Linked DNA regions of Mus musculus: region 1 is linked to region 2. Evidence: chromatin contacts called from public HiChIP or PLAC-seq data. All regions are on one chromosome and are shown on one strand. The core of a region is the stretch at or near the end of the contact, and the rest is flanking DNA. Distances in the headings are between cores, read along the strand shown.

Region 1 (5,075 bases), core at 2,396-4,895, 400 kb before region 2:
ATGTCATGCACACATGCTTGAATACTCGCACACCCACACGATCTCACACACACACACACAGAGAGAAAGGAAGAGGCAGGCAGACAGACAGGCAAGCAGGCAGGCAGACAGACAGAGGGACAAAGGGGGTTATGCATGCTAAATTTAGATTTTAAGCTATTATAATTATAGGATAACTGAAGCAAGGGGAAACCCACGGAATTATATTACTTTTGGAGTTCAAGGCCAACGTGATGTTAATTCATTTCCTACAAGATCCTATTACAAATAACGCACAGGATCAGTGCGCCTTGCCACGTTTCAGCCTTACAAAATAGTACTTTCTAAGCTGGGCAGGGTGACACAAGCCTGTGATCCTAGTAATCAGTGGCTGAAGTAGGAGGATTTGCTCAGTCCCTGGAAATGAGACCCTGACTCAAAACAACAAACAACAACAAAAAAAAAAAAACAAGCCGTAGAGCCGAGAAAGAGTGACCGACCGTCTCTCCCTCTTTCCAAGCCCCTGTCCTAACTCTAACACAGTCTTATCTCTCATTTCCAGGAGCCAGTCTAGTAATGTATCAGCTGCCTAATTCGTCTGTAACCCCATCACTTCCCTGCACAATTACTGAACCCTTCCCATACTGCAGCTCTCCACCCATTTCCCCCTTTGTTTCTCCCTATAAGGTCCGGAGTTGTCCCGGCTTCAGGGTCACCTTTTCCTTTGATATGTAAGTATAATCACTTGAGCTGTAGGGAGTCTGGCGACCAGGCCAATATTTCAGAGACTCAGTCATTGGATGTTCTTCCTGTGAGGTTGCTATGACCACCCCCTCCCCAAAAGACCCCCACCCCCAACCTCACCCCCACTCTAGTCCCTTCTGACATTTTTTATCAGTTCTGCTCTTCTTTCTCCCTTGGCTATGTTCTCAGCCTCCTCTCCTTCATATGTGCTCTGTTCGTGTCTTTACAATCTATAGGGCACCAAGAAGGTATGTTACATGCAGCGCTTCCACTAGGAGGTTACAAAGGAGTTGGGCATCATTGTGGCTACTGCTGTGCACAAGGACTCTTCTTGTCCAAGGTAGAGTGCCTGAGCTGCAGAGGGACTCGTTGGTACTATTTCTTTTTCTTCTTCCACTAAAGGAAACCCCAAATTTCAAGAAGAAGTGGGGCATGAGAGGATGAGGAAGCGGGGAAGGAGAAAGGGAGAAAGAGGAGGGAAAAAAGAGGGATAGCAACAAATACAATAATAATAACTCAACAATCCTGAAACACTGTTATGCCTATAATCAGGTCTTTCAGCAATGAGTTAAAATTTGGGGCAAGCAAAAACAAATTAATAGGATAAATGTACAAAATTACTAGAATTATTTTTTTTTAGAAATCACAGTTTTTCTTCATGATGTGGTGGCATTCAGTTCTTTGCTCTGTTCATGTTTTCTGAGGTAGAGTTTCATGTAGCCCAGCCTTGAACTTGCTTTGTGAACTTGCCATGACCTGGAACTTCTTCTGATCATCCTGTTTCTATCTTGCATGTATTGGGATTATGGTTGTGTGCCACCATGGCTGCTCTATGCAGTCTGTGCTGGAGATAGATCCTGTGGCCTCGAGCATGCCAGGAAAGTGTGTTAGTTAGGGTTTCTGTTGCTTTGATGGAATACCATGACCAAAAGCAACTTGGGGATAAAAGGGTTTATTCAACTCGTGCTTCTATATCATTGTCCATCATTGAAGGAACTCGGGACAGTTGTGAGGACCTTTTCCTTGCCGTCTCTCCCTTGTGAGGGCCTCTGGGATAGCAGATGATGATGCCCCGTCTCTCTCTGCATCCCCAGTGTCCCAGCTCAGAAGACAAATTCTAAATATTTGCTTAGCAGTAGGACACAGGACAACACTTTGCAAGTTCAATCCGTTACTGGGAAAATATAGTGAGAACTGTGTGTGTGTGTGTGTGTGTGTGTGTGTGTGTGTGTGTGTGTGTGTGTGTGTAATTCGGTCTCCAGAACCAGAACCAGCTGGCAAGCAGCAGCAGGAAGATCTGTTCTAGTCTCACTTGCTACGTTAGACAATTGATGGCTGTGTCCACCACGGCCACACTTGCAGGCAAGGTGTTCAGGTTTAGCCAGAATAAGTCATATTTCCTAATCCTAGGTACCTACCAGCCCATCTAAATGATTCTGACTAGCTATCAGTAGGCAGAACAGAGCACAATCCACGCCCTGCCCCAGGAAGGGGCTCAGAAGCTCCTGCACTCACACAGTGCTAGTATTTCTCCCAATCATCTCAAAGCCTGGAACAGAGGATCTTTATACCAACACACAGAAGAAAGGCTGAGTGGGAAAAATCACTGACCCTCAACCCAGTGACCTGCGTGAGGATGGCTTTCATCAGAAGCGAGATGCAGAAGTAGTAAGATGAAGGAGTTGGACTTTCTGATCAAAGCCAGAAACGTCCGTCCAAGGTAAAGGCATACGTGAAACCTTTACAGAAGAGACAGCATCGACGAGAATGCTTGGTTCTTTACAATGCATTCACTGTGGGAAACTAGCCAGGCCCAGCAAGCTGACCAGGGTCCCTTCACCCCTGTGCCCAGGACAGTTTGGCCAAAGGACATCTAGGGTGAAGGCCTCAGTCAGTGCTAATCTCCATATCCCGGAATAGCCCAGAGAACTCGTCCAACCTGCAAGTCTGCCTTTAAAAAAAAAAAAAAAAAAAAAAAAAGCCTTTGGAATTCTTTGTCCAGCTCTGCTTGGTATACACGGGAATGATTCTTCTGGGACTTCTCTGGTGACCTAGTCTTTGCTATAATGACATCTCTCAACAGATCCACCAGCCCTCAGATTCTCTCCCAGACACTAATAATAGGTCCAATTAGAAGTAAAGATTCCAAACAGATGAGGCACGAATTGATATACACGGCCGGCCTGGCTGCCACAGATCCATTTCTTCCCCTGCAGAAAAGACACCAAACTGGCCTTGAGGAGGGAACCTCCTTTTTTGAACAGTTACCATGGCAACTGGAACCCTTTTCTCCCCAGGGCACCTGCCCACAGGCTCCCACCAGCCAGCTGGTAGGGAGGGTGGATCAGCCACCTCTGTCCCAAGTCACTGTGCTCATTTGACCAACAAAGGTGCCAACAGTGCCAGTTGGCCTCATGATATGGATACCTGCCCACGAGGCATTGGCCCAAACATTGGGGACTTTCACAGAGGCCAGCCAACAGCTGGCAGGCAGGAACTACCAGGTCATTGTCATCTGGGGCTGAATTGGAACATGCATACAAGACACAAAGGCTGTGTCTGTAACCACAGCATCTCTCCCTCCCTAGGGATTTGTTTGCAGCTCCAGATCCCCCTGCTCTGGGAGGAGCACGCATGTGGCTGAAGGTGCCTTTTAGAGGCCACGCCCACCTACCTTTTTTTAGCAGTGCCCTGCCTTCTGCACGCTGCCGTAGAAAAGCTTTCCCTGCCCCATGTCTGGTTTTATTGCAAATGAGAAGGTTCGCCATAAGTCACCCCAGGCCAGTGGGTTCAGAGGTGGAGTTGGTAACCAGAAGCCATGCAGACTTCCTCTCCTGGCCCCACACCAAGGCCTCCAAGGTTCTCTTGTCACATGAGGTTAGTGTAGTTTCACATCCTCTAAGCAAAGCTCTGTCGAAACTCTCTAGTCTCACATGGCATCGGCTCAAAACAACCACCTCGCTCAGCTGCCTGGCTCACTGTTCCAAGAGTGGGTCAGGAGATCTGGGTTCCAGTTTCAGCTCAACCTGCATGACCTTGACAAGAACCAGTCCTCAGTTTTGCATCAGAAAATTAAGAGGCCCGAGTTTCTATACTTAGGATCCACTTCCTCTCCTCTCCCCATTACCCTCACCACTTCAGTTTAAAAAAAAAAATAGATAGGCAGGTAGGCAGGCAGGAGGCAGGCAGACTGACTGACTGACTGACTGACTGACTGACTGATTGATTTTTGGATTTTGGAGACAGGGTTCTGTATTGCCCTGACTGTCCTGGAACTCACTCTGTAGACCAGGCTGACTTTGAACTCAGAGATCCACCTGCCTCTGCCCCCTGAGTGCTGGGTTTAAAGGCGCGCCACCATTACCCAGCATTCCTGATGCTAACCCAAGAATCGCCAAAGACTAAGGGATATTTTTTCAACTTTTCAAAATCAGACATCTCAAAAATACTAAGCCAAGTGAAGGGAACTTTTTCTACAGGAGAGTGCATGTTTTATGATTATAACATGAAATGCCTAGACAGGCAAAATTAACCAATGGTAAGACACAAACATGCTTACCCACTCTCACAGGAATAGCTGTAGATTGCCTCTGAGAGTGTGGTAGGAGCAGGAATTACTTAGGAAAAGGCATAGTTGACAGTATACATTGTACCTGGGTGTGTTTGTGTCACACAATCTATGTCAAAACTCATAGACTACTATTCTTCAGATGGATTGAACGGTGCAATGGAGTCAGAAGAGTAGACTGTAGAATTGGTGAGCACTGGGTGCTCTTGACAAAACACTGAGGAAACATACGCAATAATAAGTTCCTGATCCATCCATACCACCCTTTCTCCACCCCATCTCTTTCTCGACTATTGGCCTCTTTCTTATTGAATGAGACAGGGGATATATCTGATATCCTATGATGATTAATCACTCTATGCCCAGCCCTCAAGGGTAAAAACAAGTTCTCTGCAGCCAGAACTCGCCCTTGAGCCTCTCTGCCTCTGCTCTCTGGTTGCCAACATTTTTGATATAATTTATTTCTTTCTTTCTTTCTTTCTTTCTTTCTTTCTTTCTTTTTTTTTTTTTTTTTTTCGAGACAGGGTTTTGATATAATTTCAATTGACACAACCCAGTAAAGACATTTTAAATTTAATTCCAAATGTAATCAGAGTGTATATTTTTATAACCACTCTAAGAGTTAGTATATCGACTACCCAAGGACAGATTACAAGCATATATTTTCCTATACTTGCTTCTCAATTAGCCCAATAGATATATCCCTAAATTATTGATTTGTTTTGTGTGTGTGATCACTTCTTCTTAAGATCTCAAACACATTCTTGGTTCTCTCCCAATTTGC
Region 2 (4,774 bases), core at 1,758-4,257:
CACTCCTACCCTGTGTGTATGTGTGTGTGTTTGTCTCGGTCCTGACTTGGAAAATAGCCCCCTTTTCTATTTCTTCTCCTTTGTCTTTCTCTAGTGGGCTCTGGCCAGAGCTTAGTTGTGCTTTCCCAATGCCTCTGCTTCTTTCCTCTTTTCCTAAGGCGCCCCTCCCCACCATAGGGCGGCTTTCGCTCCATGTGGCTGCCCTCCATTCCTGCTTAACTCAAATGGCATCTTTTTCTTACTTCCATGTTCCTCCTTTACTTCCATGTTCCTCCTTTAAGCAGCTGCTGAGATTTACGGCTTGCTGCCCTGGGGGTTTTCCTCTTAGTTTTAATTTTATTCTATTTTACGTGTATGTGTGTTTTGCCTGCATGCATGCCTGTGCAGCACTTGCATGGGAGCCAGAAGAAGGTTTTGGATCCTGAAACTGGATTTACAGATATTCTCCCTCTCCCTCTCCCTCTCCCTCTCTCTCTTCCCTTCTTTCTTTTTTTAAAAAAAAAAAAAAACTTTTTATTTATTTCACGTGAGTGTTTTGCCTGCATGTATGTCTGTGTGCTACTTGCTTGCCTGATATTTGCAGGGGCCAGAATAGGGCATTGACTCCCCTGGTACTGGAGTTACAGACAGTTGTAAGCCACCCTTTGGATGCTGAGGGTTGAACCCTGGTCCTCTGGAAGATCAGCCTCTTAACTGCTGAGTCACTTTTCCTGTATGTTGTCTTCTCTCTCTCTCTCTCTCTCTCTCTCTCTCTCTCTCTCTCTCTCTCTCACACACACACACACACACACACACACACACGAGTGCATGTGCACTGGGCACTCAACAATGGTTTTGGAGATGAAGCCTCTCCTTCGTCGCTCACTCCCCACATTAGCCGGTGGCTGCCTAACTTCCACTAACTTCCACTCCTCTTCTAGCCAAGTGTGACTTCTTCAAACTCCAAATTGGTCTCTCTGGGACTCTTCTAATGGGCAAGGAACCCTCCCATGAGCACGCTTGACCACCGAGGGCTCTACAGTTCAGGCAGCTCTTGACTGCCCTCTTCTGGGGTTAGGTCCCCAAGTCACCCTTTCCTGTGGACCAGCAGCCACCCCTGAGTTCAAGTCCAAGTGAGGTAGTGAGAGGGGCTGCTTTTCACTTTATTCTGAAGCGATGGGATCCAGGCAGAGTTATTTTACCCTATTACTCTATTGTTTTACATCTGTAGTGTTGTCTGTCTGTGTTTGGAGACAGGGTCTCTGGTCTGTAACCTCAAACTCTTGATCCTGAAAGAGTAGTAAAAACAAAATTCTAGGCCTTTGGGCCCAGGCTTGGGAATGTGATCTTTGTGGCTCAATGCTCCAAGGTATGCTAATCATAAAACAGATAGTGACATCCCCCCACCCACCCACTTCCTGGGTTCAAGGAGTATTCATTCAAAGAAAGTCACCCTGACCCACCCTGACCATTGCTGGAACCCGCTATGCAAATGTGCTATTGTTAGGGGCTCTTAGAAACTGTCTTGAGAAATAACCCTCACAATTACCAGGTATTCCTTGTGACACCTGTGACTTTGTACTTCCTTGTGACTCTTAACTGGTATTTTTGGTATTTTCCAACAACGCCCTTCCCACCTCCTTGAGTTGTGCTTTCTTCCTTTAAATACCCCCTTATCCAGCTACTCGGGGCGCCACGGTCCTCTACCCCTGCGTGGTGTATGACCGTGGGCCCTAGAGCACTCTTGAATAAAAATCCTCTTGCAGTTTGCAGCAAGACCGTTTCTTGTGGGTGATTTTGGTGTGTCACCTCTCCTGAGTCAGAAGGTGGGGGAGTCCTCACGTTGTGGGTCTTTCAATCCTTCAATCTCAGACTCTTGGGGGGCTGGTGTGGGGTGTGGGCTGGGATTACAAGGGGTTTTGTTTTGTTCTGTTTCGGGTTTTTGTTTTTTTTTTTTAATCTCATAATGTAGCTATTTTTATCCATCAGGAAGGCTTGAGGGAGGAAGCAATGCTAAGGCCTTTCAGATAACAAAACTCAAAGTGGATTCAATGAAAGCAGATAGTGGAGTACACATCGGTAAACCCAGGACAGCCTCGGCTGAAGTAGGAGGCTAAGGATTTGAGGCCAGGCTAGGATACAAAGTCAAATGAAGAGCAGCCTGGGAAGAAGAAACCTTATCATAAAAACAGAAACAAAGCCCACTGAGCAGCAGCAGCAGCGGCAACCAGAGAACAGATAACATTGTTCCTCGATGTCTGTTAAATTGCCTTTTCTAAAAATGTGAAGAAATTAAATGAGCTGAGTTTGGCACTAGGGAGATGAAGACAGCGAGCCCAGGATCTCAAGGCCTTCACTTCAATCTTCGCCACCAAGACACCCACCCACCCACCTCACCCCCCAAAAAAAAGAAAGAAAGAAAGAAAGAAAGAAAATAAGAAAAACGTGGCATGTTGGGAAGATGGGGGTAAAGAGAAGAAGGGTTTGTTTGTTTGTTTGTTTGTTTGTTTTGCTTTGTTTTGAGACAGGGTCCCTCTATTTAGCCTTGGCTGTCCTGGAACTTGCTATGTAAACAAACCACTATGGCCTCAAAACCAGAGATCCCCCTGCCTCTGCCACCCAGTGGTGAGAATAAGGCATGCATCTACATGCCTGTCCTTAGTATTATCAATAAAACAATAACAGACACAGAAGAAACCTCAAGGACAATCTTATTAGAGAAATGCCGGGACAGGCAAGCTTTCCATCCTAGCAGCTGTCCGGAGGAGGGAGATGCGAAGGACAAGGAGAAAAGGCCACACTGTCCTAGTTAAGCTGGCGTGGAGGTCAGCCACCAGGCCCACAAGCAACCACACAGCGTAGGGGAGCAATAGAGAGGGAGTGGAAAGGCCCAGAAAAAGCACACTGGGGTGTGGCCAGCATTGGAAAGACGAGAGAAAGGAGCAGAAATTGTCCCTTCTAAGTCAGGAACTAGAAAGGCGGGTAGGACTAATAGAGCTTTGCTGGCGGCACGTGAGGATCACGGGACAGAAAAGCAGGTGATCCCATCACGGGGCTAATTGTTGCTCCTTTCTGGTTAAGGTGGCTTAAGGCGAGCAGGCGAGCAGGCGAGCAGGAATTTGAAGGTGGGCGGGGCAGGTGGGGAGAATGGGGGTTCCTTAGCCAGGGTATTGACCTGTCTAACTAGACGATATACCCAGCTATAAGCAAGGGCACAGAGAAACCACAAACTGGACCACTCCATGAATACAATAAAGGGTTTATTTTATTGAGGGTCAAACTGCCAAAGCTACAGAGGTAGGCAGAGAGAAGATCAAAATGGCAGAAAAGCAAGGGGTGGGCTCTATGACAGTCAACAGGACGAAGGCCTTTGAGCTGACTCAAGCTTTGTGAACTGACCTGGAGACAAGGTTCCCTTGCTCAATGTGGATGACCTTTGAGTTTGGATTAAGGAAGGCTCCTGGCAAACAGAAACCCACCTTAGGCCTTTACACAACAACAATCCTTCTGTTTACCAAGCCAAAGTCCTGTTTTAGACATTGTCACCAGCACTGCCATTTGGGAGACCTCTTTGGACCTAGCATCAGCCAGGTCAGGGACTGTATTCTCTTGATCAGAGGAGCTCTTCCTCAGTAAACCTTTACTGCTATTACATATAATACTGTCTCAAAACCACAAAAGAGAAAAAAAGAAAGATTAAGAAAAATATGTCCCATATATACTGCACTCCTTCCTTAATCATTAATAAATATCTCAATTGGATGCTCCCAGCCATCCATTGGACAGAGGACAGGGTCCCCAATGAAGGAACTAGAAAAAGTACCCAAGGAGCTGAAGGGGTTTGCAGCCCCATAGGAGGAACAACAATATGAACTAACCAGTACCCCCAGAGCTCCCAGGGACTAAACCACCAACCAACCAAAGAGTAGACATGGTGGGACTCATGGCTCTAGCTGCTGTATATGTAGCAGAGGATGGCCTAGTCAGTCATCAATGGGAGGAGAGGCCCTTGGTCCTGTGAAGGTTCTACGCCCCAGTGTAGGGGAATGCCAGGGCCAGGAAGTGGGAGTGGGTGGGTTGGGGAGCAGGGGGAGGTGGGGAGCAGATAGGGGATTGCAAGCTAGGCAGCGGTGGCACACGCCTTGGATCCCAGCACTCGGGAAGCAGAGACAGGGTTATCTCTGACTTTAATCATTAATAAATATCTCAAACAACTTGTATAGGGGTTGGAGAGATGGCTCGGCAGCTAAGAGCATTTGCTGCTCTTACAGAGGAGTGGGGTTCAATTCCTAGTATCCATGTCAACCCCCTGTAAGCCAAGCTCCAGGAATCGGACAGCCTGGTCTACAGAGCGAGTTCTAGGACAGCCAGGGATATACAGCCTTGTTTTGAAAAAAGAAAAGAAATAAGGAAGGAAGGAGGAAGGAGGAAGGAAGGAAGGAAGGAAGGAAGGAAGGAAGGAAGGAAGGAAGGAAACTAGTTATACCACTCCTGGGCATATGCTCAAAGGACTGTATATCTACCATGGAGATGCCCTTGTTGGATGTTCATGTTCATGCCTCTCTATTTACAATAATAAGGAAATGTAATTAATCTAAATGCCCAGAAGAGACGAGAGGATAATGAAAACACGATGCCTAGGCACAACAGAATTTCATTCAGCCTTAAAGAAAAATAAAATTATGAACATTTCAGAAAAAAAAAGGGTGTGGACATGATTATACTGTGAGGTCACCTGATTCAGAAGGACACATCTGATCTCCCTCAGAGACTTTAATTTTCATTTATACGTATA

What was found. HiChIP or PLAC-seq counts read pairs in DNA pulled down with a chosen protein or histone mark.
Region 1: a contact with region 2 is called in an H3K27ac HiChIP or PLAC-seq map of embryonic stem cells, with 5 read pairs. The contact joins two enhancer-like sites. A contact is called at or near these places in 1 of 115 datasets of contacts at active chromatin or transcription factors (embryonic stem cells) and 1 of 9 other capture datasets (embryonic stem cells).

The regions. Positions count from the first base shown.
Region 1 is chr13:111,934,696-111,939,770 of GRCm38.p6, reverse strand. No RefSeq gene overlaps it. Among named protein-coding and RNA genes, the nearest start is that of Gm15322, 58 kb to the left of the region's middle. Within about 2 kb of position 3,645, at least 164 of the 459 cell types and tissues checked have an H3K27ac peak or open chromatin away from gene starts, as enhancers often do. A contact at or near this core is called in embryonic stem cells, where this site is marked.
Region 2 is chr13:111,530,599-111,535,372 of GRCm38.p6, reverse strand. All of the region lies in intron 1 of Gm15290 (predicted gene 15290), which reads left to right. Among named protein-coding and RNA genes, the nearest start is that of Gm15290, 17 kb to the left of the region's middle. Within about 2 kb of position 3,007, at least 16 of the 459 cell types and tissues checked have an H3K27ac peak or open chromatin away from gene starts, as enhancers often do. A contact at or near this core is called in embryonic stem cells, where this site is marked.